Linked DNA regions of Mus musculus: regions 1, 2, 4, 5, 6 and 7 are each linked to region 3. The links are chromatin contacts, called in public HiChIP or PLAC-seq, Micro-C and promoter capture Hi-C maps. All regions are on one chromosome and are shown on one strand. Each heading gives the region's core, a stretch centred on a gene start, on an enhancer-like site or on the middle of the called end of the contact. The rest is flanking DNA. Distances are from core to core; before and after follow the strand shown.

Region 1 (3,574 bases), core at 133-2,632, 340 kb before region 3:
ATGACCACAGTACAAGAATAACCATAGGTGAGGGTGTGGGCATTGAGCACCAATCCAGACCTTTCATCCCCAGAAAAATCTTAATGGCGTTGAAAATGGGAACCCAGAACTTCCAGTGGCCTTATCCTCACTTCTACAGCTTCTCCCCCAAATAAATCAGGAACCACAAACCCTAGCTTCCTCTCACTGAAGGCTGTGGCTTGGAGGAGGCGGAAATGGCTGAGGTGCGAATACAAGACCTGAGTCACTCAGGCTGCACTTGCCGAATGCCCCCTCCCCCATACCCAATTCTGAGGTCTCCTGTTTCCACTTTTTTTTTCCCTTTCCCCTTTCTGGCCCGATCCTCTGCCCTTTAGTTCCAGATGTGCACCCGAGTCTGAGTCACCTGGACACTGTTAAGCCATCCCCCTGCCTGTCATGAAGTCATCCATGAGCAGGGGGGAGGTGCACAGGGCCTGGGGTGGAGATTTGTCAGGGAGAGTCAGGGGAAGAGGAAGTGTCTTGGGTGCTGGGGAGGACTTCGTGGGTGGGGACGGATGGTCATTGTGAGCTTTCTGGACACACAGAGACCTGCAGGATGGATTTTCTCCGGCTTCGTCTCCCTGGGCTACATCAGGCTTTGAGGGGAGCACTGGTGAGAGGGGCAGAGAGATACCCGAAACTTCCACCATTCCTCGTAGTCTCACCTTTCCTCTCCCTTACAGCCTCTCCTGAAGCCTGAGCTCCCTTTCCTACAGTCAGCCAGACTCCTAGCCCAGTCCTTCCTGGGTTTCAATCTCCTGCCTCTACAAGTGTACCCACTTATTCAAGCTAGGCCTTGTCGGGGTCCCTTAGCAGACGTCCAGATCCCTGATTCTTACCTGGGCTTTGTTAACAGTGTACTCCTGGGGAAGTGGTTAGACCTCCCCTGAGTGCCTTCACTCTTCTTTCTTCTCTTCTAGGACTCCTTCAGTGCGTTTGTGTCCTACCTCGTAGGAGACACAGTCCCCACAGTAGAGAGGCAGACACAGGCAGCTGAGGAACTGGGAGAGGTGACTGAGGGGAAGGTTGTAGGAGAGGAAGCCCAGGAGGTACTGGAGGGACTTAGAAGTGGCCAGAGTGAGGGGGTAGAAGCACCCGAAGAGACTAGAAGATGCCAAGAAGGAAGTTTAGCTGGTGAACAGACCTGGGGGTGGAGAGCAGATAGCTCTGCAAGGCCCCAAGCAGAAAGGCAGGACACTGGGTCCTGGAAGGCAGCTGAGGATGCCAGGGGCCAGGAGCCAAGTGTCCCACTGAAGCCTGAGGCAGAGCCTGGGACTCACAGAGACAGGAGCAGTAATACAGCCCAGGAGATCTGGGAGCACGGTGAAGAGGAAGCAAGCAGTGGGGAGCCTCTGAGAACCTGTGAACAGAAGGAAGAAGAGGAGGAGGTGGTCAGAGCAGCAGAGTCAGGGATGGCCGAGGGGGTGGAGTCACAGCCAACCTGGCACAGCGAGCCTGGGGGGAATGCTGGCACTGAGGGGCAGCATGTGACAGAGGACAGCAAAGAGATAGACTGGGTGGCCAAAGACATGGTTGCAGAAATCGAATGGTTTGGTGCCAAAGGGATTGACAAGGAAGAGGAGAGGATGGTCCCAATGAGGGATGGTGAAAGGGCAAGGGCACAGGGGACACAATGCCCCGGGGCCGAGTCTGAGGACCAGGCCATGTTGAGTAGAGAGGCCTGGACAGTCTCAGACAGGGAGGGGGCTGATAGCCTAGGAGTTCAGGGAACAGAATACGGGTCAGACCCAGGAGACAACTTCCCAGGAACTACTGGGAGAGTCTGGGTCCTAGAAGAGGCTGACAAGGGAGACCAGCAGGATGAGGTCGACGAGAAGAGAGAGGCTGAAGTTAGGTTTCCGATCCAGACCCTGGAGGCTGAGAGAACTGGAGAGATGACTGAAGGCCACATAGCTGAAGAGGAGGCTATGGGAGAACAGGAAACAGAGGGCAGCTTTGAGGATGAGGAGAGGCAAGACTTAGCCATCAGGGATAATGGAGTGAGTCTAGAAGAAGAGGTACGGGCAGAAGAATCCTCCAGGGAGAAAAGGAACTCCTGGGCCACAGAGCCTACGCTAGTCCTAGACACGGAGGCTAAAGATGAACCTGACTGGGAAGACTCTCCAGAAGTCAGCACTGAGGAGTTGTTTGTGGGAGAGAGGAGTGAAGCCGCCCAGATGACACCAGAGGTATTGAGAGTAAAGGTCACTGAAGGACAGGACCCTGAGCTGGTGAGACATTCCCAGGCTTTAACTAAACAACTTGAGGAAGGACAGAAGGGTCAGGAAGAGACTAGTGGAGCTCCAGACCTGAGCCCAGAGCGGGTGCTAAGCTTGAAGGAATATCCTGGGCCTGTGGGGTTTGCAGGCCCTGAGCTAGAAGCCTGGGGAAACTGGAGTAGGGGTGTGGACCGCAGAAATAGCCAGGAGGTAAAAGCAGATGCTGAAGCAGGCAAGGAACAGACTGCAACCGAGCAGGCAGTGGAGATCCGGGCTGAAGGAGGCCAGGAGGCCCAACAGCCAGAGGTCTTCGGGTCAGGAGGAGAGGAGGCACTGACCTCCGTAGCACTTAACCCGGAGCTGGAGGGAAGCCAAGGAGCAGAGGCGGGGACAGAAGAGTCAGTGGAGGAATCCAAGCCCACAGAAAACGAGGCTGCTGAGGAGGAGGCTGTAGTGCCTTGGGAGGCAGATGGAACTTGCAGGAAGAGGAGGCTGGAGGAGGTGACTCTGAGCCTGCAAGACAGTGAGGACACAGAGACCAGTTATTTGGCTGAGGAGATTATTGTGGGTATCAGGGCCGTGGATACCGAGGAAGGGCCAAAATGGGAAGCTGGGTTGGCTCCAGAAACAGAGCTTGGGAAAGCCTGGTGTTCCGAGGGCAGAGGGGAGGCTGGGAGAGGCACGGAGCTGGAGGAGACTACAGAGAAGCAAAGTGGACAGGAAGTTGGCTTGGTGGGCTCAGCAGAGAAGGTGTCTGGCTATGATATCCAAGAAATTGATGGGACTGAAGAGGGGGAGCAGGCAGAGATGGAGACATCTGTAATGGCAGAAGACATAAGGGGGACGGATGGTGTGACTTTAGGCTCCCAGGCAGAGAGAGCAGAGGGGTCCATAACCCCCATGGAGACTGAGGGGCTCCTAAGAGATCAGATGCTGTTGGAAGAAGAGGCTGGGGGAGGGCAGTCGCGAGAGCAGAAGGTCCACAACTCAGAGGGCGAGATCCAAACGCTGGACGACTCTTCAGACCAGGAGGGGCAGCAGACACACCAAATCCCCACAGTAGCTGTGCCTGGGCCCTTGGAATCGGCTGAGGCCACGGCAGGTGCCCCAGGGGATGTTCACAGCAACTGGAATGAGGTGAGGGCTTCAGCAGGGCCCCGAGAGGGACAGGCAGAATCTGGAAGTCAGTTCTCCACAGTCCTCTATGTCCCTTATCCTGCAGGCCCTGCTCCCTGGGTCCCGCCTGGATGTCTCTGTCCCTCGGAGTCGTGTGCTCCTCTCTCGAAGCTCCTCACGGCGGCGCTCGAGGCCCTCTTTCCATCGAATCTCTGTTC
Region 2 (3,581 bases), core at 743-3,242, 270 kb after region 3:
ATCACATCCATCAGGCCATCTCCTGCTGACTCTGCCTCTAACACAATGAACGATACTTGGGCCTCAAGCACTCAGTCTCCAGCCCACACTGCCCCCCACCCGTGCCCTCCAAACTTACCCTCTCTTTGGGTAGGGGTTGGGGTTTCCAGTTCACCCTCTGCTACTTCCTCAGCAAACATGTCCAGGGAGGGTGGAGGTGTGGGGTCATGGGATCCCTGGGCCCGACACCCCAAACCCTTCAGTCGCATAGCCAACCGTTCCCTTGTTTCCTGGTACACACCAAGGTTGCCTCGTGCCACCATTTGGTCAGCTAACCCAGACAGCCGGTCTAGCCGCTGGGGGGAATTGGGCCGTCCAGTCCCCTTGCTGTTGCTCCCTTTGCCTCCTCCTCGGGCCCCCAGCCGCCTAAGGGCCCCAGCCACTGTCTCTCTTGGCAACAACAACTCCAAAAGTCCCTCCAGGAGTGCTTGGGCGCTCATTGGAGTCTGACCCAGGCTGTCTTCCTCCTCCGAGTCTGAAACCTGGTGCTTATCAGGGGGCCGTTCCTTGATCCTCACCTACAAGGAAAAGATAATTAGAATTTCTTACAAACTTCCACCAGGGCCCAGGCCCTGCACCTGCACTCCCAGGCCTCAGCCAGAATAGTCCCTGGGCCACACCCAGTCAATGTTGTCCAGCCAGCTGTCTCGGATCTGCGCATCCTGGTTCAGGAAGTAGTTGCCATCAGCATCAAAGTGGCCTTCCTCCATCTCTTCCTGCAGGTTGAAGGGTGTGATCCTCACACCGCCCTCACTAGGGAGAGTAGCTGCTTCCTGACCTGCACCGAAGACATTGGGGGTGGGGCATGCTAGACACGCAAAAGGGAAGCAGGCACACCTCCCACCTCCATCCTGAAGGCTTGTCCCCCCAACTCAGTTAACGCTTCGGACATAGCTCACCTTCTACATCCTCTGAGGCCAGGATATCATATTTGCTGGACCCTTCCTCATCATCATCCTCTTCATCACTGTCTAAAGAGTGCTTGCCTTTGAAGCGGCTCCCAGGACCACCTGCTGCAGCCACAGGGTCCACCAGCTGTGAGGAGGCCGAAGCAAATGAGAAATGCAGCCAACTGGGTAGTTCCCCAGATACTCCAGGATCTGTACACAAATCTTTCCAAACCCAGTGCGCCGGGGAAAACTAACACTTCCTTGGCTTCCCGGCTTTCCTCCCATCAGATTTCTCCTTCTTCTTTCCTCTCAGTCCTCCACGGAAATTCGAAATCTGGCCATCTCACCTTCTTTTTGGGCACACTGATTTCATCTTCACCATCCTCATCTCCAACACCCTGAAAAGTCACTTTCCTCTTTGGCATGATTGGCTGTGGATTTCCTCCAGCTGGACCTCGGAAAAAGATATGTAGTGAGGAAGTGAGGTAAGGAGAGAGGACCGCGGGGGAGTGCAGGGGCCACCAACATTTTTCCTGGTAAATGTGAGCGAGGACAGATCGCTAAAGCATCTGAGAGAACTAGCAGGCACGACGTCCGGGGTTGGTTGGGCAATTCTGAGGCCCGGAGGAGAGGCGATGGGAAGGATCTCCGCCCCCGCGTGGACCCTGCGGGTATTCCCACCCGGGGATGGGGAGTCAGGTTCCCCTACGTCACCACTCCCCTACCAGTCCGGAGCTACCGAACTCAACCACCTCTCCCACCCGAGTGCTCACAGAGGCCGGTCGGACCCAAGAGCTGGAGCTGCCTAGATCCCCGAATACCACGTAGCGACCTGCTCGGCCATGTCCTTGGCGTACAAACTAAAGGCGAAGCAAACCCGCGGGGATTCAAACAATCTTACCCGCCGGTGCTCACCTAGGAACCCAGGGTCAGGCGGGGAAGAAAAGGAAAGATGCTTTCGCCGGTATTACATCCGGGGCACCCGCCTTCATCACCCGGAAAAAAACCGTGGAGACCGGCATAGGACCCGGAAGTGGCTTCACTTCTATTCAAAAAGGGCGGATGCATACCATTAGCCAAGGCCGACTCGCGGCAGGAAGTGACGCAAGACCTGCAAAGACTCGCGTGAACTACGTCCTTGCCTCACGGGACTTGAGGATGGCGGGAAATGTTTTATTATTCCTCTACGATGGAGGCTACAGTGAGGATAAGGACGTGGTGTGCTAAGAGGTTCCCAAGGCCTGGATGGAGAGGCACAGGCCGAACAGAGGCTTCGGGCTTCCGTTTGCATGTATGGATAGGGTTCTGTACGCCTAGTGGCCTTCAGTAGACACCCGGGCTTCCGATCTTAACGCAGTCCCAACACTCGGGAAATTGAAACAGGATTGATTGTCGCGAGATTGACGACAGTCTGGGATACAACATGAGACCGTCTATTTTTAAAGAAAGTCTTGCTCTTCTCTCTGAGTCCTGCTTCTGATTATAAGCGCTCGGGCACCTTCCAAACCAAGCCCTTTTAGAACCCAGGAGTCATTTGCACCATGTCTATTCTCCCACTTAATTCCTAGTTTCTGTAGCGGGACAACCATCACAGGAGGTGCCACTGGCTTCCGTCCGTGGCCTGTAACCAGGCAGAAGCCCATCAGTTACACGAAGCCTACCTCATCCCTTAGCAAACTGCCAAAGGGCTGGGATCCAGCTCCTGCAAAGCTGGGGCCAGGTGAGATCTTCCCCAATAGTGAGGTTTAGATCTGGAGCTCTGGGGAACAACTCAAACCTCAACGCCTCCACCCCCGTCCCCACCCTCGGCTAAATAGCTCCGGTGATCCTACTAGAGTTGGAAGAGGGCAGCCAGATGGACCACGCCTTTCTCCTCCAGGGTTTTCTCCCATTGTGAATCATGAAACTTCACTTCTGTGGGTACAGAACACAAGTTCTAGACCAGGAGGGCATCTTGCTACAGACAGGACCCTGAAGAAAGCAGCTCTCAGCACTGCTGGTTCATCCGGAGGGGGTTTTCTCTACCTGGAGACCACACACCCTGATCCCCTTTCTGCTGAGAAGTGCCAAGTGGAGCTTTACGGCCACAGAAGCCCACACCTTTATCATCCTGACCCGGAGTAGAGGGTGTGTGGCAAAGATCTAGCCACAGAAAACAAGAGCTGCGCAGTTTGGTTGTGTGTACCTGCTGGGATGAACCCCAGGCAGTTAGTCTACCCTAGACGCCCAGGGAACTGCACCAAGCTGCTGACCAAGAACCCAGCCCAATCTAAAGATGGTGGTTTTGCACACACTCTCAGGCCCCTCCTTCAGCTTCCAGGGGGCTGAAGCCATTGGAAAGGCGATCCCAGTCCTGCAAGCTGTGCAGAGGATCCCAGGAGGCCAGTGAGAGTGGGAGCAGCAGAATCCAGGCAAAGCTGAGGAGGAAGGAGCTGGACCACTATGTTTGTTGATGAGAGATGAAGTGAGCGTTTACTGTGACTCCTTTTGGGGGTCGAATACTATTCACAGAGGTTGCCTAAGACTATCAGAAAACAGAGACGTACATTATGATTCATAGCAGTAGTATACTGTTATTAAGTAATAATGAAAATAATTTTATGGTTGGAGTCACCACAATATAAAGAACTGTATTAAAGGGTCACAGCATTA
Region 3 (3,265 bases), core at 42-2,541:
ATTACCTTCTCACTGCTCCACCTGGTAGGGAGAGCAGGCTTGGCAATCCCTCTTGGCAGAACACAAGTTTCTTCAGTGCCGGACACATTTCTTGATAACATCTTCTAACAGCCACTTTGCTTCTCCACACTGCTACCTCTCCAGAGCCAACACTAGATTTGTACCCCTGACTGAGCAGCAAAAGAACCAACCAGACCCAGAGAGAGGAGCTTTGCCCAGATCTTCCAGTCAGCTGGTGACAGAGTTGGAGAAGAGAAACTGGAACTCTCTCCCGACACAGGGGTTTTCTATGTAGACTAGGGTTGGACTTGAACTCAGAGAGCCACCTGCTTCTGTCTCCTGAGTGCTGGGATTAAAGGTGTGAGCCAACACTGCCTGGTTTGACTTTGCTTAAACATCCAAGACAAAACCCCTTCCAGACGTTAGGGCAGGCTGTTAAATACCTCAGCTATCACCTCTTGTTCACAATGCCCTATACCTTCTTCTCTTTTGGGGTTCCTTGGAAGGTCTCATGACAGCTGGGATTCTAAGACCTTCACTAGCTTGTCCAGTCTTATTCTTGTAATCGCCACGTTCCTGCCTAATGGTTCTCCTTTTGCTTTGAGATAGGTAAGACTGTATAGGCCAGGATCCCCTGGAGCTCATAATCTCTCTGCCTCAGCCTCCAGGGCTAAAATTAGTTATATGTAATTCAGGTCTCTATCCTTTTCCCTTCAGGGAACTCTTTGCACCCGCCTTCTAACCTGTGAGTCCCCTGGAAACCCTATGGCCTCATTGGAGAACTTTCTTTTTTCTTTTTTTTTTTTTTTTTTTTGTTTTGGTTTTTGGTTTTTTCGAGACAGGGTTCCTCTGTTTAGCCCTGGCTGTCCTGGAACTCACTTTGTAGACCAGGCTGGCCTCGAACTCAGAAATCTGCCTGCCTCTGCCTCCCGAGTGCTGGGATTAGAGGTGTGTGCCACCACGCGCGGTGAACTTTCATTTTGTTGACGGTTCTTCTAACAGTCTGTCAAGTGCACTGAGCTGGGCTAGGAAAACTATACTCAACCTTCAGCCTCTGCGCTTGTTTCTTTTTACGCGAATGAAGCGCTGCTGAAATCGTCACGGGTTGCGGTATTCTCCATCCACATGAACAAGGGGGCAAAGGATCCTTTAGACGTTTTCTCAGAACACCACACCCCCCAACCCGCAGGCTGGACTGCAACGGCGCCACCGACTGCGCACGCCCCGGTTCTTGGCTCCGCCCCCGAGACGCGGCCCTCGGCCTGGCCGCGCCTGCGCAGCTCCGCGCGCCGGCTTCCGGGTGGAGAGAGCGCGCGATGGGGCGGCTGGTGGACGTCGCGGAGTAGCTGTGGAGAGTGGGCGTGTGCGCCGAGCGGCCGGGCGCCGGCGCTGGAGTCGCGGGATCTCAGGGAACCGGACCGGGGCGCAGAGAGGGCCTCCGACTGCCACCCGCGTCCGCTCACTGGCATGTCGGCCGAGGCCTCGGGCCCGGCGCCGGCTGCGGCCGAATGCTTGGAGTCCCCTAGCCCCTCGAGTGTGGAGCCTGGCTCCCCCTCGTACAGTCTGAAGCCCCTCACCCCGAACAGCAAGTATGTGAAGCTGAACGTGGGCGGCTCGCTGCATTACACCACGCTGCGCACCCTCACGGGGCAGGACACCATGCTCAAGGCCATGTTCAGCGGCCGCGTTGAAGTGCTCACAGACGCGGGAGGTATGCGTGCCGCCGGTACACGTGCTGCCCTCCAGCTCCCAGTTCATTCCAGGCTCCCTAGTCCCATCTTATCTTTTCCTAATTCAGAATCTCTCTCTTTCCCCAATCCTTTACTTCCAGCAGTAACATCTGCCAAGCGCTCCATTGCCGATTATCTGCTCTTCTTCCCTTAGTTCAAACAGCCAAGGAACCAGGTCTACTGCAAGCAGTACCCCTCAAACAACCTTTATCACTTACTTCCCACTGCCCAGCCTTTTGTTTGCCTCTCTGCGGTAGAACCGCCCCAGGTAGCCTCGAGAACGGAAAGATTTGGTCTGTCTCTAATACAAGTGCCCAGTGCCCGCACTCTAGGAATCATCCATGAATGCGAAGTGAAGGGCGCAGCTTTTCTTGACAGGTGAACCTTAACCTTCTCGGGAGTGTTGCCTTAAATTTGGGACTCACTTATTGTAGAATAGCTTTAAGGGGAAGGGCTTAACATAGATAAAAGCAAACACTTAGGAGGTGAAGTTCGGCTTTCAAATACCGAAGATGAAAATTCACTTATTTGATTAGTATTGTGATGCGTCAGTTACTGCTAGAGAAAGTTTGGTAAAGGGAAATGATGAATCTTGGGGAGTTAGCCCCACACCCCGCAGGGAGTTGGGGAGGGCATGGAGTAGGAATGACCAGTAAGCAAGAAAATCTCATGTAATCACAGTAATTCTTGGTATTCCAAGTAATGTTACTACTTCATCGTTGTGAACCGGAGGATTGAAGTGGGCATTTTTCATTAAATTAGATGGTTAAAATGAATACAAGGGGTTACATTTATTGATAAGGTAATTTGGTAAGAATCTCCCCCATGGTGAGCTGGGCCTGGTGCCTCCTGCCTATACTGCTAACACTCAGTTTGGGTTACATAATGAGATCCTGACTTTAAAACAACGTTCCCACGGTGAGAGCCTTCTGACTGCCCAGCAGATTTGGGAGGGATCTGTTCCGTGGCAGGTGTGTGTATGATACACTGGAGATGTTTGAAACAGTTTTTGAACATGGCAGAGGTCTGAAACAGGTAAGTATTAGGTTTTCTTGTTGTCGTTCTTGTTGCCTCCCTGTCCCCACAGGGTTTTTTTCATGTCACCTTGGCTGCTGGAACTCACTCTGTAGACCACCAGGCTGGCCGCAAACTCAAGAGATCCACCTGCCTCTGCCTTCCAGATACTGAGATTAAAGGGGTGTGGCGCCAGGCATATATAGGTTTTCCTATGGCGTTGGAATCAGTTTCTAACAATGTATTAGCCCCAGTGCCTCCAGCAAGCCATCCTTCCTTTTGCCTTTTCCCACCCCACCAGGTTGGGTGCTGATTGACCGGAGTGGCCGCCACTTTGGCACAATTCTCAACTACCTGCGGGACGGGTCGGTGCCACTGCCTGAGAGTGCCAGAGAACTCGGGGAGCTGCTAGGTGAAGCCCGATACTACCTGGTCCAGGGCCTGATTGAAGACTGTCAGCTGGCGCTGCAGGTGAGAGCCCCTCCCCCACCCCCCCTTCTGGGTCCCTGTCCTTCTATCCA
Region 4 (3,206 bases), core at 51-2,550, 440 kb before region 3:
GCCCAGCCTGGATTCGTTAGATAAAAAAAAAAAAAAAAAAATCACAAAGACTGAGGGGAGTCTAGCACAAGATTCCAGTAACACTCTATTGTCCTTTATCTTTACCTTTTCAGAGTTTCAATCTGTGCTCAGGCCTTAGGACTGGACTTCCTGCTGCAGTGTCTTAAGTGCTGGGGTCACAAGTGTGTACCTGTATCTCCTTCCACTTGATTTTTAGAAGAGATGTGATGTAGCTTGCTTGTGCCTAGACATCTCTCTAGGGATGGAATGAGGGAATCTACAGCATTTGGAAAAGATACTGTCAATTAAGCTGATAGGGTAAATTTCAGAAAGAAAGACAGAGTTAAGAAGCTTCTATTATTTGTGAGAGTTGAAGAAGCTGTGCGAAAAGATGAATGTGACAGTTAAAAGTCATTACTATACTTACACTTATTCATTAGGGGGCTGGAGAGATGGCTCTGTGGTTTAGAGCACTGACTGCTCTCCCAAAGGTCCTGAGTTCAAATCCCAGCAACCACATGGTGGCTCACAACCATCCGTAATGAGATCTGATGTCCTCTTCTGGTGTGTCTGAAGACAGCTACAGTGTACTTACATAGAATAAATAAATCTTAAAAAAAAACAAAAACAAAAACCACTTATTCATTAGGGAACAAACATTTGCTGGGTATACAAAAGATTCAACTAACAGTAAAAAAAAAACTTCCTTTAATCCCAGCACTGAGACAGGAGATTTCTCTAGAGCTGGAAGACCAGCCTGGTCTACATAGGCCAGCCAAGGAGACCCTGTCTCGGAAGGTAGTGGGGAAGAAGGAAGAAAAAGGAAAGAAAACTGCTTGTCAAGCGTCCAAAGGACTATTGGGGGAGGAGGGTTTGACTTCAAAATGTTAGAAAGCACAGGATCCCTGCAAGAGATATGGGGGCAGTTATTTAATGGCCAAGGACTGGAACTCCCGGGACTCCATCCCTGACTCTCGTTAATTTTGCCTCTTACAGGCTGGGAGATCTTCTCTCTGGACCGAACCCAGGCGAAGCTAAAGCCTGTCACAAACTGACCCAAGCCCGCTGCCCTGGAAACCACAACACCCATAAGCCTTCGGGGGCGCTCGTGCATTATGGGGCGCTCCGCATTTTCCTCCTAAAGCGGCCCCCTCAGGCTGAACTGTGGAAATTCCCCATCGTCCCCCGCGAGACACCAGAAACCCCCTCTTCCGCTCCATGCCCGGATATCAGTGGCCGTGGCCATAGAAACTGTCTGCTAGAGGCTCCTAAACTCGCTGTCCGGACCCTCATTTCCGCCGGAAGTGATCTGCAGTCCCAAGTGCCCGTCCTTCCCTGCACGCGCGGGCCCCGGGTGCCTAGTTCCCGGTCCCGGTCACCGAGTACTACCACAATGGCGGCAGCCACTCTATTGCGAGCGACGCCCCGCTTCAGCGGTGAGGGGGCGGGTTGGACGCAGGCAGCCCGGAGTTGCGAGGGGCGCGGAGGGTAGCTGGGTTCGGATCCCTGACTCCCAAGTGCCTTTCCCCGCAGGTCTCTGCGCCAGCCCGACCCCATTTCTGCAAGGTCGGCTGCGGCCGCTGAAGGCTCCCGCATCACCCTTCTTGTGTCGCGGCCTAGCTGTGGAGGCCAAGAAGACTTATGTACGCGACAAGCCCCATGTGAATGTGGGTACCATCGGACATGTGGACCATGGCAAGACCACCCTGACTGCAGCCATCACGAAAAGTGAGTAGGGTTGGGTTGGGTTGGAGGCGTCGGGCAATGTCCTGTCAGCTGGAAGAGTCAGAACTAGAGCGTAGGGTGGGTGTCTTGTAGTCCGCTGAACTTTAGCATGGCTCCAAGAGACACTTGGGACGAAGGCTGGTGGGAAGATGCAGGAGACAGGTTTCCCTGTACAGGAAGAGCTCTGTGAGGCATAAAATGAAAACTGTGAATGGTTTCCATCCAGTGTAGAGTGGTCTGTAAAGAGATGCTGTCAGCGAAGAATTGGAAGCGTCTGTGATGAGCACACACCTTAGGAAATTCTCTCACTGTCTTACAAAGTTATCTTTCCTAGAATTACATTTGAGATTTCCTAGAATTGAGATTTAACAGAGATTTATCCTTCCAGATTGTTTCTGTATGAGGGGTTCAGGCGTGTGCCCCGAGCCTTGTCTGTAGCTCTGACCCTGAGTTGAGAGGTGTGTTCTCTTCCTCCGGTAGTTCTAGCCGAGGGAGGTGGAGCTAAGTTCAAGAAGTACGAGGAGATAGACAATGCCCCAGAGGAGCGAGCTCGGGGCATCACCATCAATGCAGCCCATGTGGAGTATAGCACTGCTGCCCGACACTATGCCCACACAGACTGTCCTGGTCATGCAGATTATGTTAAGGTGAGGGTTGCTGGGGACAGCCAGCACCTGCTTCCGTTCAGTGGAGGTGTGAGGGGGGGAGGTTATAAAATAGTGGCGGTGTTTGAATATAAGAACAAGGATTTGTGGCTGTGGGTGGTGAAGACATGGCAGAGAGATGGAGATCTTCACAGCTACTTCTCATTAGAGGATGCATGTTGAAGAGGTCCCTGAACTAAGCTGACCTTCTTCCTCTTCCACCCAGAATATGATCACAGGCACTGCCCCCCTGGATGGCTGTATCCTGGTGGTGGCAGCTAATGATGGCCCCATGCCCCAGACCCGAGAGCACTTACTGCTAGCTAAACAGGTACTGGGGTCTGAGTGGGATGGACATCCGTGAGACGTCAGATGGCTCAGGAGAGTTGCTCAGTCTCTTGTCTTGCCTGCAGATTGGGGTAGAACATGTTGTGGTGTACGTGAACAAGGCAGACGCTGTCCAGGACTCAGAGATGGTGGAGTTAGTCGAGCTGGAGATCCGGGAGCTGCTCACCGAGTTTGGCTATAAAGGAGAGGAAACTCCAGTCATCGTAGGCTCGGCTCTCTGTGCCCTTGAGGTGAGCACAGCACAGGCTCCTGTTGGTAGAGGACGGGGTAGAGCTTTGCTCTGTACCTGGAAACTTAGCATCCTGTGATAGGAACAGAAGTTTCAAGGTCTTGTCATGTCTCCAACAGCAACGTGACCCTGAGCTAGGCGTGAAGTCAGTGCAGAAGCTCCTGGATGCTGTGGACACCTACATCCCAGTGCCCACCCGGGACCTGGACAAGCCCTTCCTGCTCCCTGTAGAGTCAGTCTACTCTATTCCTGGTGAGGCC
Region 5 (3,350 bases), core at 115-2,614, 290 kb after region 3:
GGACAAGATGAAGCTAACCAGGACTGTGCAGTCCCAAGTCATTTCTTTGCTCCTAACCAAAGCCATCAGGGACAGCTGGCCACAGTACATGAGACATCAGAATGTGGTGGCTGCACACCTGTAATCTCAGCACTCAGGAAGCTGAGGCAGGAGGATTGTCACATTTGAGGCCACCATGGCCTACATAGTGAGTTCCAGGCCAGCTAGGGCTAATGTGACACCATGGCTAAAAACAAAAACAAGCCACAACAACAACAAAAGCATCGAACAAACCAGGCATGCATATATATACCTGTAATCTCAGGAGGAGGACTTTGAGTTTCAGGCCAGTCTGGGCTACACAGTGAATTTGAGGTCCCTGAGCTACATAGAAAAACCTTATCTCAAAACAAGAAACACTGGATACTTTGGGCTAGATTGTTACCAGAAACAGGTGCCCCCTTTTGGGTCAAGGGGCTGTGACAAGCCAGCCCTACAACTGACCTCTGGTTTTCCATAATGGAAGAAAGGCTTAGCTCCTGCCCCTCCCCCTTCTCACCAGTCTGAGCAGTCCACAGAGTCCCCAAAGCCAGGCGTGTCCACCAAGGTCAACTTCACCTTGATACCTCCCTCCTCAATCTCCACACCCCGGCGCTCAATGGTCAGAGTTTGTGCCGTGCGAGCTATGGGGACAGAGAATTGGCTGCGTAGGGCTCTGAAGCAGGGCTCCATTCCCACATGTGTTTTCAGGGGAGGAAACCATCTCAGAGAAAACCAGAGGCCACCAAAGTCCCCAGATAGAAAGAAAAAGAATGCAGCCTGATAACACAGGAAGAGGCCAGGGACAGCACAGAGGGAAGCCAGGACAGCAGTGGGGATGGGAAGCCTGTGGAGACTCGGGGTAGATTTACCACTGGCATCTGGCACCTGCCGATCCTCGTAGAGGTTGGTGAGGAACAAGCTGTTGATGAGGGTGGATTTCCCCAGGCCTGACTCCCCTGTGTACGGGACAGGCCCACTGGTCAGACAGGAGGATGGCCATGATCTCATAAGTACATCACCCCCTCCAGAACCCACAGACCTGCCACCATGAGTGTGAAGTCAAACCCCTTCTTGACAGACTTGCGATGCAGCTGGTTGGGCAGGGCAGCAAAGCCCACATATTCCTTGTCCTGTGGGGGTAAAGGGAGACAATATGAGGTTCTTGGACATGGCAGGGAGTGCCCCAGTACCACCTGAGCCCAAAAGCTAGTAAGGCCACTTACTGTGGGTTAACTTTGAACTGGGGACCCTCGAGGGAGAGAGCTGGCCCTGAATGACTAGATTCCTGGGCCCCCGAGAACTCACCATGGCTCTGCTGGTTGTCGCTTGCACCTGGTGTTGCTCCCCACTTCCTCTGGTGGGGCAGGAAGTTGAACGGTGTCAAACAAAGGGGGGGGGGTGGAGTGAGGGGGCAGTGCAGGAAGCTGAGCTGCTTAGAGAGAGGTGAGAACCCATGCCCATCCCTTTTCTTTTAGTCCAAAGATTTTATTCTTTGCGCACACAAGTAGAGGCCAGAACAGGGCATTGGATCCCCTGGACCTGGAGTCACAGGGAGCTGAGCATTGCCTGGCATAGACAGAGGGAGCTGAGTTTGGGTCCTCTGTAAGAGTGGCACCCTCTGAATTGATAAGCCCCGATGCATCTCTTCCCGCCACCTTATATACAGCTTCAGCCCCTTCATTCTCCACATGGCTTTATGATGAGACTTACCATGGCCCTCATCATCATGGTGAGAGGTGGGTATGGACAGAAAGAAAGGAAGCAAGATGTTCTCCTTAGCAAGTCTGATAAGAGTTGAGCAAGATGATTTGCAAAAAGTAAAAAAAAAGTTCCCAGGGTGTGAGCGAACATAAAAACCACGATAGAATTGGAGGTAGGTGACTAACAGTTCCAGGCTCAGGCTATGGGTTCTTTTTGAGGGTCTTAGTGCTTGGATTGAACTCAAGTCATGGGTACTGCTGTGCTCAACTCCACTATACTCCCAGCTCCCAATGGATTTTGGACATTTTGACACAGGACTGTCAAAGGTCTTGCTGTCTATCCAGTCAGGCCTTGAATCAGCCTCCTGAAAGCTAGGACTCCAGGCCCACGTGTACCTCCATTACAGCTGTCTTGCTTTTGAGACTGGATCTCCTGGAAGCCTAGGCTGGCTTCAAACTCACTTTGTTGTCAGAATGACCTTCAGCTCTTGATCTACTATGCCTTGTCCCTGGCTGTCCAGGGCTGGGATTACAGGTGTGTGCAGACCTGGTATTTGGTCACAACTATCAGAAAGGCTTTCAAGATCCAGACCCAGGAAGTCACAGCTCAAACTCTTGAGAGCTGCTCCCCCAACGCCCCTAGCCCCTCTACATCAGAATGCAGTCTGCACTCTAGTCTTCTAGTCTTGGGAAGCAAGGTTTGTTTGTCCCTCTTTGCCTGATGGCCTCTCTCTCTCTCTCTCTCTCTCTCACACACACACACACACACACACACACACACACACACACACACACACACACACACACGAGTGATCTGTCTTCACAAACACCCAGAAGGGAGAATCAGATCCCATTACAGATGGTTGCTAGGAATTGAACTCAGGACCTCTGGGAGAGCAGTCAGTGCTGTTAACCAATAGGCCATCTCTCAAGGCTTTTATTTATTTATTTTTACGATTTATTTATTTATTATATGTAAGTACACTATAGTTGTTCTCAGACACTCCAGAAGAGGGCGTCAGATCTTGTTACGGATTATTGTGAGCCACCATGTGGTTGCTGGGATTTGAACTCAGGAGACCTTCGGAAGAGCAGTCAGTGCTCTTAACCTCTGAGCCATCTCACCAGCCCCTCAAACCCCTTTTTAAAAAACCATTTTATTTTATTGTTTTATTTGTATGGGTGTTTGCTTGCTTGCACATATGTCTGTGCACCACAAGCATGAAATGACCACATAGATGCCCATAAAAGCCAGAAGGGATTTCAGATGCCCTGGAACTGAAGTTACAAACAGTTATGAGCTACCATGCGGATGGTAGGAATTGAACCCAGGTCCTTCGGAAGAGTATCCAGTGCTCTTAACCACTGTGTCATCTCTCCAGTCCCCGAGCTTCCATCTTCACCCTGGCAGGGCTGGGGCTGGAATGGTGATGCAGGTCAAGTGTATCAGCTACTTTCTGTTGCTGTGATAAAACACTATTGACCAAGAGTACCTTACAGAAGAAAGGATTTTTATTTTGGCTTATGGTTCCAGAGGGGTAAGAGACCATCATTAAGGGTATGTGGTAGACAGCCAGAGCAAGAAGAAAGCAATCACACTTTCAACCACTGAGAAAGAAAGGGAGCAGT
Region 6 (3,485 bases), core at 952-3,451, 330 kb after region 3:
GTTGTTGTTTGTTTGTTTTTCAAGACAGGGTTTCTCTGTGTAGCCCTGGCTGTCCTGGAACTCACTGTGTAGACCAGGCTGACCTCGAACTCAGAAATTCACCTGCCCCTTCACCTGCTTCTTACACAGCATGCTTTCCTTCTCCTTAGTTTACTTCTAGAAGTCCAAACTGACTCATTCCAAGCTTCAGAACCTCAGGTCTCAGAGCAACATTTGGCTTTCTCTTCATAGCTTAAGAAAGTGCTTGCTTGAAAACTTTGAAGGGTCTGATCCTGGCCAAGCTGTCCCTGTCCTGGCTTCTGCTTATATTTGCCAAATGGCTGCTCCAGTTTCCTTCTGCAATTCCCTGTGAGATCTCTTCAGTCTCTAGACATTTATACACCAAAAACCTCTCATCGCCAGCCCTGGCTCCTTCCTGCGTTCCATACAGCCCCAAACAGCAGATCATCTCCTCTTCCCCCATCCTCTTCCTCCTCCTTCTCCTCAAAAAAGATTTTTTTATCATGCATGCATGATTTTTTTATTTGCCTGCATGTAGGCCTGCAGGCCAGAAGAGGGCAGCAGATGTCATTATAGATGGTATGAACCACCATGTGGCTGCTTAGAATTGAACTCAGGACCTCTGGAAGGGCAGTGCTCTTAACCTCAGCCATCTCTCCAGCCCCAGATCTTTCTTCTTACCTGGTTCCCCTCTGTACATGGCAACCCTCATCTGTGCAGTTCTGAACTTAAACATCTTAGTTACTTGGACCCAGGCATGGTGTCCCACACCTTTAATCCGAGGAGGAGAGGCAGAAGAAGCAAGCAGGACTAACCCATAGTCATTTTGAATCTCCATACCTCAAAGCCAGTTTGTTGCCATCTCTTATCTCAACCTGTAAAGTGGAGAGAGAAACCAACATCTCACTGGCTCTACTTTCTACTTGCTTCCTGGGCTTAGGCCAAGTCAGATGAGTGCAGTAGCCTCCTCACGAGGCTCCTGGTTCTGTCTTCTCCTTCATTCGGGTTCCCAAAGAGTGTGACCGTCACTTTCCTGATCAAAATTCTCAGAAATCCCTCAGTGATTCTCCATCTCATTTACACTACAGGTCCTTAAATAAGAAACCCTCGTGTTTCCTTCCTCCTGATAACTATTACAACCAAGGGTCTTCCCAGCCTTATGTGTGTCTGCAGCACTCCAGCAATTAACCCATTGCTCTTGTAGGTGGGACTCCTCCCCGGATTCAGTCCTCACAGGTCTGAGGAAATTAGGAGGCAAGCTGTCACTGCTACATTACCAGCACTCGGGTTTCGAAACAGGGGCTCCTTATGTTTTTTTTTGGTTTTTTGTTTTTGTTTTGTTTTGGTTTTTGAAGACAGGGTTTCTCAGTGCAGCCCTGGCTGTCCTGGAACTCACTCTGTAGACCAGGCTGGCCTCGAACTCAGAAATTCAACCGGCCTCTGCCTCCCAAGTGCTGGGAGGGATTTAAGGCGTGTGCCAGCTTGGCCTGGACCTCTTGATCTTCCTGTCTCATCTCTACAATGTCAGACACCTGGCACTTTTTATCTAATGCCAAATCCCCAGTGTCTCTTAACTCTATAACCTAGATCGTGCCCAATAAATTTTGTGAACACAGGTAACTATAATGTCACCTGGTGTTGTGATGTATTAAGTCATTTAAGGAATTGAGGCGCAAAGAGTGTGCAGTGTTCGAGAGACCGAGGTTTCCGCTGGGGCCTTAGGGTTGACCTGTTCTCCCTTTCCCTGCAGGTTGCCAGCCAGATGCCAGCGCCATCGGCCGACCCGGCGCGCCCCCACGCGTGCCCGGACTGCGGCCGCGCCTTTGCGCGCCGCTCCACACTAGCCAAACATGCGCGCACGCACACGGGCGAGCGTCCCTTTGCGTGCACGGAATGCGGCCGGTGCTTCTCGCAGAAGTCGGCGCTGACCAAGCACGGCCGCACGCATACGGGCGAGCGACCCTACCAATGCCCGGAATGCGACAAGCGCTTCTCCGCCGCCTCGAACCTGCGGCAGCACCGGCGGCGTCACACCGGAGAGAAGCCGTACGCATGCGCACACTGTGGGCGGCGCTTTGCGCAGAGCTCCAATTACGCGCAGCATCTGCGCGTGCACACGGGCGAGAAGCCTTACGCGTGCCCGGACTGCGGACGAGCCTTCGGCGGAAGTTCGTGCCTGGCGCGCCACCGACGCACGCACACGGGCGAGCGCCCGTACGCATGCGCCGACTGCGGCACGCGCTTCGCTCAGAGCTCGGCGCTGGCCAAGCACCGGCGCGTGCACACGGGCGAGAAGCCGCACCGCTGCGCCGTGTGCGGCCGGCGCTTCGGCCACCGTTCCAACCTGGCGGAGCATGCGCGCACGCATACGGGCGAGCGGCCCTACCCGTGCACGGAGTGCGGCCGGCGCTTCCGCCTCAGCTCACACTTCATCCGCCACCGTCGCGCGCACATGCGGCGCCGCCTCTACATCTGCGCGGGCTGCGGCCGAGACTTCAAGCTACCCGCCAGTGCCACAGCCGCCACGCCCACCGAGCGCTGCCCGGAGTGCGAGGGCAGCTGAGCCACGGCGGGGCAGCGAGGGGCACTTGGGACTGGCACCTGAATTGTTCCTTCCATGCCTGCACCTGGGTCGGGGTGCTCTGGGACTGGGAGATAGGGAATGCCATACCGGGGTCCCTAGAACCATGCCTCGTCCCCGACTACATTCCCTTGGCCCTTCTGAGTGAATAAAGTATTCTATCCTCACCTCACGATGCCTGTAAGTGAGGTGGGTGGGAAGGGGAACATTAGGTACGGAACCAAATGGGGCAATAAACTAGCCTGGGATTGGGAGACACACACCAGGCTGGCTATGCCTCAGTCTCAGTTCTGAAAAGAGCCATAAACAAGACATGTGCTTGGCTAGATGATTGTGTTTTGCAGTCTTTGAGGGTCGGTATGGCAAAGGTGAGAAATGGGGCCCTGTAAATAGATTTAAGTACTTATGTAAATATATTAGCGCCCTCTCCCCATTTAATTAACCCTAAGCCGACTCACTATACACACCTGGCTTCAACTGGGGATCCTCTGAATCCTGAGGTTACAAACATGCACCACCATAGCTAGCTCCAAACCTCATTTTATCTCCACTTTTGCAGACAGCTAGTGAACGGTACAGCAGGAACTGTGCCATTTGTCAAGGAAACTGATGACCACAGGATTAAAACCAAAACCCTTGCAGAGGATCAGGGCTTCATCCCAAGCACCCACATGGCTTAACAGCCATCCATAACTCCAGTCCTAGGGGACCCAAAGCCCTGACGTCTGACATGGTACACAGACACACACTGGCAAAACATACACATAAAAGGTAGTTTTGGTTTGTAGCGCAAGCTGTCCTTAAAACCTATTTTTTGGGGGGATTCATTTTTTGAAACAGGGTTTGTCTGTATATATATCCCTGGCTGTCCTGGAACTCACTCTGTAGACCAGGCTAGCCTCGA
Region 7 (3,422 bases), core at 802-3,301, 370 kb after region 3:
TGAACCTTTGCACCTGGTTGCTACCCGCCCACCCCCACCCCGGTCTGTTTTCAGGGTCTGTCTGCACTGTAGCTTGCCTTAGGTGCACCTCATGCCCGTCTCCATCCCCAATTGCAGGCCTTACAGGCTGCCGTGCTCTTTCTATAATAACTAATGTTGTTGAGCATTCCTTCATGTTTTTGTCAGCCATTTCTATTTCATGGTTAAAGAAATGAGCTGGGCAGGTAGCTTAGTGGGAGAGTGCTCGTTTAAAACATAAATGGCTGGGCGTGATGCCACATGCCTTTAATCCCAGAACTCTGGAGGCAGAGGCAAAGAGATGTTCATGAGTTCGAGGCCAGCCTTGTATATAGCGTGAGTTCTAGGACAGCCAGGAGTACGTACAGAAACTTTGTCTCAAAACAAAATGAAAAAAAAACCCAACCAAACAAAAACCCAACAAAACAACAACACCCCGCCCCCCATAAATAATATGAACTGAGGGGCAAAGCTTTGCAATAGAATGCATCAGTTTGATCCCTGCACTAGGAAAATTATTGTTATTTTTGATTTTGAAAAATATATTTATTTATAAAACTTTGAATATTTAAAAATTACTATGTGTGTACGACGGGGAGCAGGGAACACATGTGAAGGGCAGAAGACAACCTTGACCTTTATGTGGGCTCTTTGGGTGGAGCTAACACCTCAAATTCTTTTTTTATTTCTTTTCTTAAAAAAAAAAAAACATCCCATGGGCCCAGTGATTTTTTTTTTTAAGAAAAGAAATAAAAAAAGAATCCCTCAAAAGTTGTCTTTTTAAAGTTGTTATCGAGTTGTCTTTGTGTCCTGAGTTCTTTTTCTTTTTTTTTTTTGTTTTTTGTTTTTTGTTTTTTTGAGACAGGTTTCTCTGTATAGCCCTGGCTGTCCTGGAACTCACTTTGTTGACCAGGCTGGCCTCGAACTCAGAAATCCGCCTGCCTCTGCCTCCTGAGTGCTGGGATTAAAGGTGTGCGCCACCACGCCTGGCTTCTTTTTCTTTTTTTTTTTTTTTAAGAAACAAAATTAGGGGCTGGTGAGATGGCTCAGTGGGTAAGAGCACCCAACTGTTCTTCCGAAGGTCCAGAGTTCAAATCCCAGCAACCACATGGTGGCTCACAACCATCTGTAACAAGATCTGACTCCCTCTTCTGGAGTGTCTGAAGACAGCTACAGTGTACTTACATATAATAAATAAATAAATCTTTAAAAAAAAAAAAAAAAAAGAAACAAAATTAACCAAATGGTAGTAGTGCATGCATACCAGTAATCCCAGAGGTAAGCAGATCTCAGATCTCTGAGTTCAAGACTAGCCTGGTCTACAGAGTAAGTTCCAGGGTGGCCAGGGCTACGCAGAGAAACCCTGTCTTGGGAAAAAAAAATGTGAAAAAAAGAAAAGGAGGAGGAGGAGGAGGAGAAGGAGAAGGGAAGGAAGGGAAAAGGAGAGGAGAGGAGAGGAGAGGAGAGGAGAGGAGAGGAGAGGAGAGGAGAGGGAGAGGAGAGGAGAGGAGAGGAGAGGAGAGGAAGAAAAGAGAAGAGAAGAGAAGAGAAGAGAAGAGAAGAGAAGAGAAGAGAAGAAAAGAAAAGAAAAGAAAAGAAAAGAAAAGAAAAGAAAAGAAAAGAAAAAAGAAATTAGCTCTGAAGCCTGCAGCTCTGTGGCTTGCTCCAGGCTCTCTTTTCTGCATGCATCCTTTTGTCACCCACAATCTTCCTGTGTGGTTCAAGCAGGGACGGTTTAGGGATGCTTCCTGAGCAACCCTCTATCTGGCTTGTTTGTTTGTTTGTTTGTTGTTTTAGATAATATAATTACAGCACTTCTCCCCTCCCCCCCCCTTACCCCTCCCTCCCCCGAGTCTACTCCCTACTCCCTTCTATCAGGCTTTGAAGAATCTTCCGGGGCCTGGTGTGAGAGCGGAGGTTGCCTAGCTGAAGTGGCAGTAATTTAACCGCCTTGCTGTCTGCTCTTGGATGATGTGAAAATGCAAGTAGGCACAGGAAATGTATCTAACCTGCTTATACTTCCTCTCTGAACAGAGAGGTTTCACAACCCGGACAGGAGCGCACCCCCTCCTTCCACCCCCACCCAGTGTCATCAGCCTGGCAGCCCTGAGAAAGTTCCACTGGAAGGGGCCCCATGCAAGAGAAGCCACCATTTCCCTCTTCCTCCCGGGTCTAGGTTGCCAGCAAATCTCAAGAGCTCTCTGAGATCGAGTCCGGACCCACAGGTCCCTCCTAAGCGCAGATGAGTTTCCGGATTGCGGGCCCCAGACTTTTGCTACTGGGACTCCAGCTGTTTGGTAGGAAATCCAGGAGGGAGGGGAAAGGGACGTTGTCTGTGACAGGGGAAACCAGAAGGCTCTGTAGAGCCAAAGAAGATGAGGAGCCACTCCAGGGGATGGACGGTATAGGTGATGTGGGACCCAGGAATCCCGGAGAGAGAAGAGGGAACCTACACAAACTTGAAGCATGATATCGAAGGGCGTGGAAGGAAGAGCGGGTGGGAGGTGGAGTGAGCCTTCACGTGTTTAGGTAGATGGTTGGAAGGACTCAGGATGGGAGAAGGCTGGGTTAGGTTTCTACTCCACCTCCTTTGTATTATGTCTGCTTGGGAGTTTTGGGCACCTGAAGGGAGGTGAAGAGGGTACCCTCATCTCTGATATCCAGGACACAAGGTGCTATAAGTCTTTCTGTAAGGAAAGTTGGACCAGAAAAGGACAGTTTAGAGGCTGCAGAGGGCACTCTAGCTGCCTAAGATGGGGGAGGGGCGGTGTTGGATTTTAAAAGGTCGGGAGATACCTATGTCTGGTGGGTAGAGTTGGGAAACTTAAGTCACCTGCTGGGTTCTGGGTATGGTGACTCCATGAGGCTGGTCACTTCTCAGGTGCTGGGATGCAAGGTGCCCAGAGAAGCGCAGTCAGTGTGGCAGCCATGGGGCCTCAGGGCAGACTCTTCCCAGTCCCTGCCTGGGAACTTGGTCATTCTATGCCTGGAGGCCCCCTCCCTGGCTTCTTTCTCATGGGCCTCCGCCTTCTTACCCTTCCTTCTTTCCCAATAGGTCCAAGGGGAAGTTGAGTCCTCTGGGTCTGGGAGGAGTTACCCTGGGAGACAGACTGTGTAGTCTCCTAGTCTCTAGTCCAGGCCTCAGAGGGAAAGTCCTGGCGCCACCAGTCTGTGCTTGGGTGTAGGCAGCCTCAGAGCATGAGTGGGTTTGGAGGAACAGGCCTCAGAGGCAGCACTAGTCTGTGTCTGTGTGTCTGTGTGTGTGGGGGGGGTCTGTGTGTGTGGGGTGTGTGTGTGTGGGGGTGTGTGTGTGGTCTGTGTGTGTGTGGGGTGTGTGTGTGTGGGGGGGGGGGTCCAGATAGGGAGCAGCTGACTGCTTTGCTCCCCGCAGCCAAGGCCTGGAG

What was found. Promoter capture Hi-C pulls out the DNA fragments that hold promoters and counts their contacts. Hi-C and Micro-C count contacts between places; a contact is called where the count stands out from the background. HiChIP or PLAC-seq counts read pairs in DNA pulled down with a chosen protein or histone mark. Capture Hi-C pulls out chosen DNA fragments and counts their contacts.
Region 1: a promoter capture Hi-C map of embryonic stem cells shows a contact between it and region 3. The contact joins the promoter of Cln3 here to the promoter of Kctd13 in region 3. A contact is called at or near these places in 10 of 39 promoter capture datasets (the C10 cell line, the HPC-7 cell line, cranial neural crest and 7 more).
Region 2: a promoter capture Hi-C map of adipose tissue shows a contact between it and region 3. The contact joins the promoter of Cd2bp2 here to the promoter of Kctd13 in region 3. A contact is called at or near these places in 16 of 39 promoter capture datasets (the 3T3-L1 cell line, the C10 cell line, the HPC-7 cell line and 11 more), 3 of 484 Hi-C or Micro-C datasets (CD4 T cells, CD8 T cells and cardiomyocytes), 19 of 115 datasets of contacts at active chromatin or transcription factors (the SCID.adh cell line, SST interneurons, bone marrow-derived macrophages and 14 more) and 4 of 9 other capture datasets (adipose tissue, liver, macrophages and 1 more).
Region 4: a FOXA1 HiChIP or PLAC-seq map of pancreatic cancer cells shows a contact between it and region 3. The contact joins the promoter of Tufm here to the promoter of Kctd13 in region 3. A contact is called at or near these places in 2 of 39 promoter capture datasets (pre-B cells and second pharyngeal arch cranial neural crest), 1 of 484 Hi-C or Micro-C datasets (CD8 T cells) and 1 of 115 datasets of contacts at active chromatin or transcription factors (pancreatic cancer cells).
Region 5: a contact with region 3 is called in an H3K4me3 HiChIP or PLAC-seq map of bone marrow-derived macrophages, with 4 times the contacts expected there. The contact joins the promoter of Septin1 here to the promoter of Kctd13 in region 3. A contact is called at or near these places in 12 of 39 promoter capture datasets (the 3T3-L1 cell line, the C10 cell line, cranial neural crest and 6 more), 2 of 484 Hi-C or Micro-C datasets (B cells and bone marrow-derived macrophages), 7 of 115 datasets of contacts at active chromatin or transcription factors (bone marrow-derived macrophages, embryonic forebrain, embryonic hindbrain and 3 more) and 4 of 9 other capture datasets (adipose tissue, liver, macrophages and 1 more).
Region 6: a Micro-C map of embryonic stem cells shows a contact between it and region 3, with 4 times the contacts expected there. The contact joins the enhancer-like site here to the promoter of Kctd13 in region 3. A contact is called at or near these places in 1 of 484 Hi-C or Micro-C datasets (embryonic stem cells), 3 of 115 datasets of contacts at active chromatin or transcription factors (bone marrow-derived macrophages and large pre-B cells) and 3 of 9 other capture datasets (adipose tissue, liver and pancreatic islet).
Region 7: a contact with region 3 is called in a promoter capture Hi-C map of embryonic stem cells, with 2.9 times the contacts expected there. The contact joins the promoter of Itgal here to the promoter of Kctd13 in region 3. A contact is called at or near these places in 7 of 39 promoter capture datasets (embryonic stem cells, fetal liver, hippocampal neurons and 2 more), 2 of 484 Hi-C or Micro-C datasets (B cells and embryonic stem cells) and 1 of 115 datasets of contacts at active chromatin or transcription factors (pancreatic cancer cells).

The regions. Positions count from the first base shown.
Region 1 is chr7:126,584,435-126,588,008 of GRCm38.p6, forward strand. It overlaps Cln3 (ceroid lipofuscinosis, neuronal 3, juvenile (Batten, Spielmeyer-Vogt disease)), which reads right to left and starts at 1,383. Exons shown (of 18, transcript NM_001146311.2): 1 at 861-1,383. Apobr (apolipoprotein B receptor) reads left to right here and starts at 574. Exons shown (of 4, transcript NM_138310.1): 1 at 574-634; 2 at 942-3,377; 3 at 3,463-3,574. The coding sequence starts at 578.
Region 2 is chr7:127,194,085-127,197,665 of GRCm38.p6, forward strand. It overlaps Cd2bp2 (CD2 cytoplasmic tail binding protein 2), which reads right to left and starts at 1,993. Exons shown (of 7, transcript NM_027353.4): 1 at 1,845-1,993; 2 at 1,277-1,377; 3 at 939-1,074; 4 at 660-817; 5 at 119-557; 6 at 1-37. The coding sequence starts at 1,354. It overlaps Tbc1d10b (TBC1 domain family, member 10b), which reads right to left. Exons shown (of 9, transcript NM_144522.5): 9 at 3,375-3,581.
Region 3 is chr7:126,927,588-126,930,852 of GRCm38.p6, forward strand. It overlaps Kctd13 (potassium channel tetramerisation domain containing 13), which reads left to right and starts at 1,292. Exons shown (of 6, transcript NM_172747.2): 1 at 1,292-1,711; 2 at 3,046-3,215. The coding sequence starts at 1,468. It also overlaps a transcript of Tmem219 not described here.
Region 4 is chr7:126,486,055-126,489,260 of GRCm38.p6, forward strand. Tufm (Tu translation elongation factor, mitochondrial) reads left to right here and starts at 1,301. Exons shown (of 10, transcript NM_172745.3): 1 at 1,301-1,436; 2 at 1,534-1,728; 3 at 2,206-2,372; 4 at 2,596-2,700; 5 at 2,783-2,947; 6 at 3,066-3,198. The coding sequence starts at 1,394. Gm46001 (a long non-coding RNA gene) reads right to left here and starts at 460. Exons shown (of 3, transcript XR_001778288.1): 1 at 428-460; 2 at 106-277.
Region 5 is chr7:127,217,081-127,220,430 of GRCm38.p6, forward strand. It overlaps Septin1 (septin 1), which reads right to left and starts at 1,365. Exons shown (of 11, transcript NM_017461.2): 1 at 1,327-1,365; 2 at 1,061-1,151; 3 at 891-977; 4 at 539-662. The coding sequence starts at 1,329.
Region 6 is chr7:127,252,055-127,255,539 of GRCm38.p6, forward strand. Zfp771 (zinc finger protein 771) reads left to right here. Exons shown (of 3, transcript NM_177362.4): 3 at 1,751-2,818. The coding sequence ends at 2,563. Among named protein-coding and RNA genes, the nearest start is that of Dctpp1, 6.9 kb to the right of the region's middle. Within about 2 kb of position 2,202, at least 368 of the 459 cell types and tissues checked have an H3K27ac peak or open chromatin away from gene starts, as enhancers often do. A contact at or near this core is called in bone marrow-derived macrophages, embryonic stem cells, liver and 1 more, where this site is marked.
Region 7 is chr7:127,294,209-127,297,630 of GRCm38.p6, forward strand. It overlaps Itgal (integrin alpha L), which reads left to right and starts at 2,052. Exons shown (of 31, transcript NM_001253872.1): 1 at 2,052-2,315; 2 at 3,410-3,422. The coding sequence starts at 2,261.